Regions from separate parts of the Mus musculus genome. Here region 1 is linked to region 2. The links are chromatin contacts, called in public promoter capture Hi-C maps. All regions are on one chromosome and are shown on one strand. The core of a region is the stretch at or near the end of the contact, and the rest is flanking DNA. Distances in the headings are between cores, read along the strand shown. Region 1 has its middle 12 kb from the start of Hipk2. Region 2 overlaps Hipk2 (homeodomain interacting protein kinase 2).

Region 1 (5,761 bases), core at 2,982-5,481, 66 kb after region 2:
AGATTAAGACTCAGAGGCTAGGACTGAGGTGGTAATGCGGAGGTAGAGGAACTGCTGCATATACATGATGTCCCAGGTTCAATATCCAGTACCACCCCTATCTCACACCTCCCCCCACCCCCAATTTTGAGTCTAGTTTGTGCTATGTAGAGAATTCCAGGCCAAACACAGACAATAATAGTGGGCTTTTGTCTCAACAAAATGAAAAACGAGCCTTTGGATGTTAAGTACTTTGAGGGTAGAGAAGGTGACGAAGCTTGAGGGGTGACATGACCTGGTAAGCAACAAGATGTCACCACAGGACAGCTGACTCTGAGCCAGGCAGGCAATGGCTTGAGGATGGCCAGAGAAAGAATGTTTTAGAAACTTTGGCCCTGGGGCATTACAGGTGATGCCTTTCCTGTCCACCACATTTAACAATCTGTTTTTATTACCCCTGCTATCCTCTACTTGAACCCATTTTTCTTTTCCTACTATTTGTAACCCTTGTTTTGTTTTGAGAGAAAGGGTCTCAGACAGAGCTCTGTCTTGAACTCTGTATAGCTATGGATAACTCTGAGTTCCTGATCTTCTGGGTGCTGGGATTACAAACTTCAAAGAGATACTTTTAAGTGAGGGAAATAAAAGGCATAGTATGGTTGCAAAAGAAACTAAGTCTATTGACATAGTTACTAAGTATCTGTTTATCGATACACTAAAGAACAAGATCTAACCTGATGCCCAATAGCTACAAAGTAGCAATGAGTAGAAACAATAGTTCAAGATGTCTGTAACAGTTGCCAAAGAGATTAAAAAAAATCTGTGATTGCTGGTAACAAAGTTAAAGTTAGTCTGTATCGTTGGCTCCTTAACTTTTCTGTGATTTGGGTTTTTATTTTGCTTGTTGTGTTTTATTTTACAGGTTTTTTAAAATTTTAATTTGGCTCATAGGATGCCAAACTCAACTTAGAGGTTTTAAGGTCAATGAAATGAAAAATGTCCCTACTCCCTGTATATTCAAGTTAATAGGGCCCCCTGATTGCTAATCTATGAGCCAACCCTTATGAATCTGGGACTCTAAGATATGGAAATCTCATTCTAAACCCAATGTCACACACCTGTAATCCCAGCGCTTGGGAGCCTGAAGCAATAACATCACTTTGAGTTCAAGGCCAGCATGCATTACATTAGTTCAAGGTGTCTAGGCTATGTGGCAAGACTCTGTGTTAAAAAAGAAAAGCAAAATTCTATTCTTATCCTAGTTCCGTGTGTGTGTGTGTGTGTGTGTGTGTGTGTGTGTGTGTGTGTGTTTGTTTGTTTTGTTTTGGTTGTTTTTTATAAAGATTTATTTATTATTATATAAGTACAATGTAGCTGTCTTCAGACACACCAGAAGAGGGCGTCAGATCTCATTACAGATGGTTGTGAGCCACCATGTGGTTGTGGGATTTGAACTCAGGACCTTCGGAAGAGCAGTCAGTGCTCTTACCCACTAAGCCATCTCTCCAGCCCTGTTGTTTGTTTTTTGTTTCTCTGTATAGACTTAATAGTCTTCTAACATCATAAATTATTTACTTATTTCTTGTTTTTAAATTTCATTTTTTATTGTTCCTATTAAGATATGAGTTCCACGCAGTATCTGGCTGTTCTGCTCACTGGATGTGATGACTACAAAGAAGGCTCTGTAGCATCTGTATCATTGGCTCGTTTGTTAACTTTTCTGTGATTTGGGTTTTTATTTTGCTTGTTGTGTTTTATTTTACTTTTTTTTTTAAATTTATTAGTCAATCATTAGAGGGTTTACTACATGCCTGATCCTGTGATTTGTATGTACTAGTGTTCCAGTTGGGGGCAAAAAGACAAGTGAACACAGGTTACAGCCAAGATAACTCGATCATGCTCTGATGAGCCGATGATGATAAGGCGAAAGATGCAGTGAGCCCTGCAGCCCACCAAGTTCACTCTTAGCATACTGCCACAGTCAAGAAGGAAAAAGGTCATCCCACTGAACTTTGAATAAATCTCCCCCCACCTCCCTCTCTCTCTCCTTTTTCTCCGCATCTGGAACAATACCAAAGAGGATCTAAACTCACAATACATGCCAAGAGTTAGGAAATCTCCTATTTTCCACCCCCAGCTATCCCAGGGCTTCCTCCTGTGGATTAAATTAAACTCTCACCCTCTTTCTAGGGGTGAAGAAATTGGGCAGGGTAAGGATTTCAGGGTTCTCCTTGGTGGTTAGTGGAGAAGGCAGCTGTGGCCACCCTCTTATGCTGATTTTGCTCACACCCAGGAGCACACAGGACAGGGACATTGTAGAGGGAGTGACATAGAAACCAAAGCCTTACTGTTAGGGAGGAAGAAGATCTTTCCCAGCAGCAGCTCTGTGGAGTCAGAGGTCACAGGGCTCAGTTCAGAGACATTCAGTCTGACTAGAGCATAAGGGCTGACCAGGAGGCTGGTGAGAGAGGCTGAAGGGAAAGGGGGGAGAAGGGAGGAGGAGGTCAGAGAGGAGCAGGGTGTAGCAGGCAAGGCTTCCCAAACTGAGTCCAGGAGCTGAGATTTGCTCAGAGATAATGGGAAGTTAAGGAGCCACCAGATCAGCTACAGGTGGTTATACACTTTTATTGGCTGCAAAGAGGCCTACATCGAGGAGACAGTATGAGGGGGCCATTGTGATGGTAAGGGACAGTAGAAATTGCAAGTTTCAAAAGACGCGTGTGCTAGAGGCCAACCTTGGATGTTGTTTCTTAGGAGCTGTTCCCTCTTGTTTTTGAGACAAGGTCTCTTACTGAACCTCAAAGCAGGGAGATAGTATGAGCTTTATCTGATGTATTTATTTCTTTATTGTTGCATGTGTGTAATACGTGTGCACACAGGTGTACACATCGCAGAATATGTGTGAATGTCAGAGGACAAACAAAAGAGTCGGTTCTCTCCTTCCTTGGTTAGCTCTGGGGATGGAACTCAGGTTCTCAGGCTTGTAGAGCAAGGGCCTTTACCTGCCGAGCCTTCTTGCCAGCACTCTTCCTGTATACTTTAGATCATGTCTCGATTACTTACCCTAACAAAATGTAAATGTTCTATAAGGAGCCATTATACTAGACTGTTTAGGAGAAACAATGACATGTTCAATACAACTTCAGTTAAAAAGAATCCTGATCAAGGATACAGGATCCTTAGCTATAGAAGACTGACTGCCCGTACACATAGACCATCAAACAAACCAAATATAGTGCACTGGTACCCCTCTGAAGAGAATGGGCCTTGGTTACCAGCCCCACATCCTCCTGAGACCAAGGGTGAAGCACGGAAACAGGACTAGTGCCCCTGGCCTGTGCCTTGGTTCTCTACCTCGCTGCAGAACTGCCAAATACGAGTCCGCAAACCTAAGGATGGTTAGGGCTGGAATCCATTCTTAGATTTTAGACCTGTTCCCCTTCCTCTTTTTTTCCTTCCTCCTCTTTTTTCTCCTCTTTCTCCTACTATCCTCATCTCTTTTTTTGTTTTTGTTTTTGTTTTTGTAGACTCTTCCTATGTAATCCAAGATGGATTCAAACTTGTGATCCTCCTGCTTCGGCGTCTGAGTTCTAGGATTGCAGTCATGCACTACTACATCCGGCAAAACCAATCATGTTCAAAGTGAAGTCTAAGGACTTCCTGCCTCCGACACGCCTCCATTTCAAGACCATGATAGAAGAGCAAGTGCACAGTCCCTAAGGATTGCACTCTTAGGCCACTCCCCCAGGAAGCTGCCTTGCCCAATCCACTTGCTCTTTTGAGAAGCAGAGAGACAGGTGACTATACAGAAGAGGACTGGGATACCTCAGCGAGTAGCACTGCCAGGAATGGCTGTGGAGGGTTGGGGTGGGGTGAGAAAAACTAGGAGGATTTAGGAGTTAAGACTGGGAATGCAGAAATGAACTTAGCTTCCAAACACCCATTTCAGGAGATGGCCTCGCCCAGACAGCAGAGAACTGTTAAGCAATAATGGGTGCAAAGCAGGACCAGATAATATGCTGGCCCTGGACTGGGTATGCCTTTAGTGCCAGGGAGCGGAATTTGAATTTAATTCAATAAGGCGATAGAGGGACAGTGAATATTTCTGAACAGGAATACAAGTTTAGAGAGACACCAAACTGGGAAGGAATGGTTGGAGAAACTTTAATGTTTTAAGTCTGAGTAAGAAGTCATGTTATAAACTATCATCAAAAGAGATGTCTGACTTCCCTTCTCTGCTTCTGTGTATGTGACAACCGTTGATTTGCTCATCAAGGGTCCTGATGTGATCATGTGTCATTCTTTCCTGCCTCAGCACCCCATTAGGCATTCGCCTTTGTCCTTTCTTTAAACAAACAAACAAACAAACAAAACAAAACCAATGATTTTTTAATCCTTTGAGAAATTTATACAATGTATTTTGATCACATTTACCCTAACTTCTCCCACATCCATTCCACCTCCCTGACCACTCCCAACTCTGCTTCCCTCCCCACCAAATCCTATTTGTACTACCCATATGCTCACGGATACAGGGCCATCCGCTGGAGGATGCTCAATCTGTCACGGGCCATAGCCTTAAAAAAAGAAGAAGAAAAACAAAACAAAACAAAACAAAACAAAACAAAACAGCAACCACTCCCAACTTACCCAGAAATCACCAGTTCAATAGTTAGGGATTGGACCTTGTTAGTCCCCCTCCCTCATGCTAGAATGTTAACTGTCTCTGTCCTGTGCAGCTGCTATGAGTGGCCCTATTATATCTCAAGATCCTGTTTAGCTCTGGTCCCCCTTACTTTGTGGTTCTTACAGCCCTTCCACCTTCCTCCTCTGTAACAGTCCTTGAGCCTTAATGGTTGTTAGTGGTCATAAAGATGTTCTGTTTGCTGCTGAGCACCACTGACACTTATTCTCTGTACTTGGATCAGTGGTGCGTTACTGTGTTAATTGCCATCAGCAGCACAAAGAAACTTCTTGGGCTGGAGAGATGATGGCTCAGTGGTTAAGAGCACTGACTGCTCTTCCAGAGGTCCTGAGTTCAATTCCCAGCATCCACATGGTGGCTCACAGCCATCTGTAATGGGATCCGATTCACTCTTCTGGTGTGTGTCCGAAGACAGCTACAGTATATTCATATAAATAGAATTGAGAGAGAGAGAGAGAGAGAGAGAGAGAGAGAGACTTCTCTGATGAGGTCTGAGGGCAGTGCTAATCTATGGCTTTAGAGATATGGATTTAGATGGCAGTTTGATACTATGTCTATGTAGTAAACTAATGGTAGTAAGTTCGTCTCTGAGGAGGGGGCTATGAACACTCTACCTTCAGGGCTTTTGTAATAGTTTGAGAAATCACAAAAATGCCTATAGTTCCCATGTGCTTGATGAACCAAGGAAGTACATGGCCCAGTGGGTATGATTTGATGGTCTCTTTTGTACATCCTCAAGTGTTTGTATCCTAAATTGTGTTTTTCCTTAGAACATCTTTAGGGCTGGGTCTGTTTCTCCATCAAGTCTTACTGATCCTAATGGTGGCAGTGGATCTGAGCAGCTCTGTTGGGTGGGCCCATGGACAAATGCTAATGTCTCTTTGTGCTTCTGTATTTCCACCACGTACACCTCTCTGTGACTGTTCCCTTTTGCCCCTCAAACTCGTGACCACAATTCTACCCCACATCGTTTCATCAGGATCTTGGGTTTGTCTCGGCCATGAAGCTGATGGAGCTTTAGTTTGAAACACATGGAGGGGGAACGAGGCTCGTTTAGGTTTAAGACAGAAGCATCCA
Region 2 (5,443 bases), core at 2,761-5,260:
TTGTAACAGAAACCAATTCTCCATTCCTTTCAGGTTGCATCTTGCTAAATCTGAAGATTATATCAAGTATCCCAGGTAAGTGTTACATACTTAGCACCTCCATGTAGTCAGCTTAGCCTTGTCAACAGATAGCAATAACTAGGTTCACTACTCTTAAGAAACACGTCCTTGCACAAACCCTAGCACAGGGGTCTCTCGTGCTCGTCTATGCTCTGAGTGGGGCAGACTACATACCATCTGGTACCCTCATCATTCTGAACTCTATAAGGCTGAGTTGATGGATGATTTGGTGTCCCCTTCAGACAGGACCCAGTAGCACCGTGTGTGGGCTCCTTGCTCATTGTTTTGTTAATCTAGACAGTAAGAAATTTCTCTCAAGAATCCTGAGATTTTAGGTGCTGGGGAGATGGCTTTGTCGGGTAAATTGTTCACCAAGCAAGCATAAGAGATTGAACGTGATTTCCAGCATCCACTGGATATGCAGATGGGGTAAGGAGAATTGGACATGGCTTTGTGTACCCAACACTGAGGAGGCAGAGATGGTGGGTTCTTGGGGTTCATTGGTCAGCCAGTCTAGCCTAACTGGTGAGCTCTAGATTCACTGAGAGGCCTCACCTCAAAAACAAATAAGATGGAAGGTGATTAAAGGAGGCCCAGATGTCAACCTAAAGTCTGTAAACGCTCACACATAATGGAAGCTGAGAGTGAACGAACTATGATTTCATATTTGCAACTCAGATAATCTTAAAACTGCTTAAGACCTTTCTGAAGTAGCTGTACAACTTATAATTATGGTGATACTGGAAATTTTAAAATGTGATATATAGATTAAGGAAAAAACACTACAGCGACAAGAAAGGAAAACCCCTTAAAGGTACAAGAAGAAACAAATAACCAATTTGCTGCCTTGGATAACCATTTCTTGTGTGTGTGTGTGTTTTCATGTGTATACATGTCTGAGTATGCATGTACTAAGTGTATAGAGGCCAGAGGCTGATAACAGGTTTCTTTTTCAGTTGCCATAGTTTCAGAGAAAAGGTCTCTCTGCTGAACATGTGGCTCACCAATTCAGCAAGACTGACAGGCCAGCAAGCCCCTGAGATCTTCCTGTTTCCACTTCCCCAGTGTTTGGGTTACAGACACCTGGCTTTGTAGTGAATGCTAAGGATGGAGCTCAGGTCCTCAAGCTTATGTCACACTGAATCAGCCACCTCCTCAGCTCCATTGCCATTTCTTACAATGGCACTTAGAAGGTGAAGAGACCGCCAAGCTTTACTGATACTTAAGCATCTAGCAGCTGCTCTCTGACCCCCAGCATTGTCTAGAGTGGTTCCTTAACACCTCCCTCTTAATGCCATCCTTTGTCCCCCAATCCTCCCTCTCTTCAATGGATCCCCACCTATCTTGCCCAGAATTCTGAGGTCAGTCACATTCTGCTAGTCCCATAATCCATAGTCTCCCATTTTTTCTATAGAATTCTGTTTCTGCCATTCCCATCCCCACTTTAAGCTATTGATGATTTCTACTTTTGGGGCCAAAGTTTTTAGCTGGTATTGAACAAGGTTGTTCAAATGCATCACTGACCTAACCTTTCCCTCTGCCTCCAAGTGTGTGTGCAGGCACAAACCTCCAACTTACAAGACAGAAAGAGTAACAGTCACAGCCCCTCTTCACGCCTTCCTTCTTACCTATAAATTACGCTTCATGTACTCTTTTCTTCAATGCTCATTCTTAATCCTTCTCCTTCAACATATTCAAATATCATAGACCTGTGTTCTTAAGGTAAATAACTTCCTAATTGCCTAATCCAATGGCTCTTTCAGCCCCTATTCTCCTTAACCTCTCTGCAACATCTGATACCGCTGACCACCACTTCCTTCTTGACGTTCTTATCTGCTCTAATGTGAATCTGTAACTGCCTTCCTCCTCCCAATGGCTAATTACACAGGGGTTAAGGCAGCTCCTCTTCCTCCTTTAAAATGCTGGCACTCCTAGTATTCTGTTTCCTCTGGAAGGCATCATTCATTTAGACAGTTTAAACAGTTATCTCTATGCAGGCAACTCCCACATGCTTATCATGAGCCAAGTTCCCACTTGAATATTCCAGTAATATTATTTCTGTCTCCTACTACATTAAAATGATCTTCCAAAGCTGAACTCCTTGTCTTTCCCCTAAAACATAGCCATTTATGCTTCATTTTAACATTTCCATTCTATTAATAAAGTATTTATCTAGTTGCTTGGTTCCCAAACTGTGGACTTACCTTGATGAGTCTTCATTATCACAGCAAATAAAAGACAGTCTTGATTGATTTCGCCTTCTTTTAAAATGTCCTTTTTTAAATTAAAAGTATTTAAATAGCTATATAAGGCAACATGTCTCATTTTCAACTTTTTAATTTCTGTTCATTTTGCCACTCCCATAGCTGAAATCCTCATTACTTTTCAAAAGCAACCCTAAAGTAAATATAGGATCCTGGTCACTGGAATGAGCGCTAATGTGCCTGTATCTGGCCCGCAGATTTGTCTTACTACATAAACTTCTAAGCATTGTTCCTCTGTCCAAAAGCTTCTGGTGGCTCCTTGGTGCCCAGGAGATAAAGCTGAAGTGTTAACACACATCCTGATTCCCATTCAACCATTTAGCTTCATCTTCGACCACTGATCCTCCAGAAATCTCAACTCTAGACCGGCCTCACCCCTTTTTCTAGAATAGCATACCTCCTGCACTTGCTTCATTCACTCCCCAGTACTTTTTACCTTCTGCCATGAAGTCATTGCTTCTCTCAACTAAAGACCACGCAGTTTAGAGGCCCAATTTAACCCAAATAAAGACTTTTTTAAGACGCAAGGGAGAAGACCAGATATGGTGTACATGACTAAACTTTCAGTGATTGAAAGGCTAAGAGAGAGGATTTAAGAACTGGAGACTATTCTGGACCACCCATTAAGACCCTGACTCAACCCGGGCGTGGTAGCGCACGCCTTTTATCCCAGCACTTGGGAGGCAGAGGCAGGCGGATCTCTGAGTTTGAGGCCAGCCTGGTCTACAGAGTGAGTTCCAGGACAGCCAAGGCTACACAGAGAAACCCTGTCTCGAAAAAAACAAAAAAGGAAGAAGAGGAGGAGAAGAAGGAGCAGGGGGAGGAGGAGGAGGAGGAGGAGGAAGAAAAAAGACCCTGACTCAAAACAAATACTCTAGAATGAAAAACAATACCAAGGCAGAGGCTGTTCGGCTCCTGCGCTGGCTGGACAGTCATGCTCTGCCTGTGCTATGGCAGCATGTGCTCTGACGTCCTGGAGGCAGGTCTGGTCTTAGCCTAAACTCTCCTCTGAATCTGCCTTTACGGTGAGACTTCCCTTCTGGTTTGAAAGCTGACTCCAAGGTTCACCTGGGTACTATGACTAATATGCCTGTGTATGTCTGTATGTCTGTATGTCTGTATGTCTGTGTATGTTCACCTGGGCACTATGACTAATATGCCTGTGTATGTCTGACATGATTACTGTTTGACATGGTTATTTTGGTTTGTTATGCAACCATACTTTTCACCTACTTTTATGTCAATATTTTCCTAATACCATAGCACAAAAAGTAGTTATTCTCTACTTACTAATATCACTTAAATATTCATATAGTTACACATGCTATAAGCCAGACAAGTTCAACCTGTGGCCTGCTGGCTTCATGTGTTCCAGTACACTAATGAATTTGCTCCAACACATTTGCAAATGGCATTTTGTTACAATGTCAAAAGGTCTGATACCCTTGAAGTAATACAGAAGAGAGCAATCCTTGGCTTTAAGCTACCTATGAACAGAAGAGACTAAGCAAAATTAACATCTATCTACTTCAGCTCTGTCCTTTGACTGTCTCCTGCTTCTCACTCAAGTTACTAAGGAAAGGGAGAGTAGGAGGGGAAAAGAAGAAATAAGCTGATTACACACAGAGCTTCAGAGGCACTGGTCCCTGTCCTCAGTGTTTTAGAAGTTCTTGGTAGAGAGGCCACATTGCAGAGTGGAATTTTACAAAGGGGAAGAGGGTAGCTTATGACTTATTTGTTATTGGGATGATAGCCAAGGGTCATAAACTGTTGAAATAATCACTGGCTGCCTTGGGTGACAGATGCCCAGGATCAGCAAGGAGACCTGCATGGCTGGAACCTCTCTATACCCATCATTGTGGCCAGCAGCTGCCTCAGACTCTGGCTGGGGCTGCTGTGGTCACTGCTGAGGTCAACAGCCACTATTCCAAGAACTAGAACTAACATTTCCAACAACCTTTTTACCTTTGTTCTATGGCATGGTCCATCTTCCTGTGGATGTGGGAAGGAGAATGCTCAAACAAAATATAGCTAAAGAAAGTCACTAAGGATGATTTTTTTAAGCCCTAAAATCTTTATAAGGAACAAAACACTGGCAGTTTGTAGCTTCATTTTAAAATAATCTCACATCCATAATCAAACTTATGTCTAAACATCTCTCCTTGGAAGTCTTTTCTGGAACAACCCTTCCTGGTTAGTTTAGCTCTCTTTGTTAAGCCCACAACCCCTGCCATTCCATTTGTTCAGATCCCTAAGGCAAGGGACAGGGAAGAGGTGGGGGAGACCTGTATGTTTTCCACTCTAAAGGAAAAGCTAAATGTTTCCTCTCATTTCTTTATGGTTTGACCCCTGTACTCTTCAAGGACTACTGACCTCCTATACACACAAATAATAATAGTAATAACTTCCCCTCAGAAATGGCAGGCGCTGACTGGACATCTTCAGTTTGATCCTATATAAAATTTCAATCTCCGTGTCTCCTCTTGGGCTCTTAGAAGAAAACGTGGCTCTGACCCCTACTAGCAAGGATAGGTTTAACTCCCTGAAGGGCAGTATGGAGGACCCAGGGAATAACACAATAAATCTGCAATAATTACACCTGCTCCTTAGAGGTATAGCCCATCCAGACCTTTCTATAAAAGCCTCGGTGGCCTCTCAAGATAAAACCCTACATAATGGCTGTATATCCAGTGATTGCTGATACATAGGGTGAAGTGTCTACAAAGGAGTATTCTCACTACCATGCCTCTGGCTCTTAAGCAGGCCAAAGGCATGAGCATTGAACACATCTTTCCATATTTCTGGGCTTATGGACAAACTACCAATAAAAGAGATATACTTACAAACTCACTAGAAATGTAGCTAACTTACATCTCAACTGTATGCAATAAATTCCTCACTTCATGACAAATAAAAAGTAGTGCCTATAAACCTGATTAAAAACAGTCACACAGAATGACAGTGAACATTTTAAGTCATTCCTTATCACTACAACAAAGACAAAACTGTCTTATGTACCAAACAAACCCAGGTCCCAAAGGTTTCAAGTGCCTTTTGGTAACCTGCATGTTTAAACAATGAAGATGAACTGCTCTTTAGGTTCCCCGCAAATGCCCACT

The links. Capture Hi-C pulls out chosen DNA fragments and counts their contacts.
Region 1: a promoter capture Hi-C map of adipose tissue shows a contact between it and region 2. The contact joins two enhancer-like sites. A contact is called at or near these places in 7 of 484 Hi-C or Micro-C datasets (the AML12 cell line, the G1E-ER4 cell line, bone marrow-derived macrophages and 2 more), 9 of 115 datasets of contacts at active chromatin or transcription factors (the 3134 cell line, acute myeloid leukemia, bone marrow-derived macrophages and 4 more) and 4 of 9 other capture datasets (adipose tissue, liver, macrophages and 1 more).

Annotation. Positions count from the first base shown.
Region 1 is chr6:38,885,645-38,891,405 of GRCm38.p6, forward strand. It overlaps a transcript of Tbxas1 not described here. Among named protein-coding and RNA genes, the nearest start is that of Hipk2, 12 kb to the left of the region's middle. Within about 2 kb of position 4,232, at least 7 of the 459 cell types and tissues checked have an H3K27ac peak or open chromatin away from gene starts, as enhancers often do. A contact at or near this core is called in adipose tissue, where this site is marked.
Region 2 is chr6:38,819,936-38,825,378 of GRCm38.p6, forward strand. The region is part of intron 1 of Hipk2 (homeodomain interacting protein kinase 2); the gene reads right to left. Among named protein-coding and RNA genes, the nearest start is that of Hipk2, 54 kb to the right of the region's middle. Within about 2 kb of position 4,011, at least 37 of the 459 cell types and tissues checked have an H3K27ac peak or open chromatin away from gene starts, as enhancers often do. A contact at or near this core is called in adipose tissue, where this site is marked.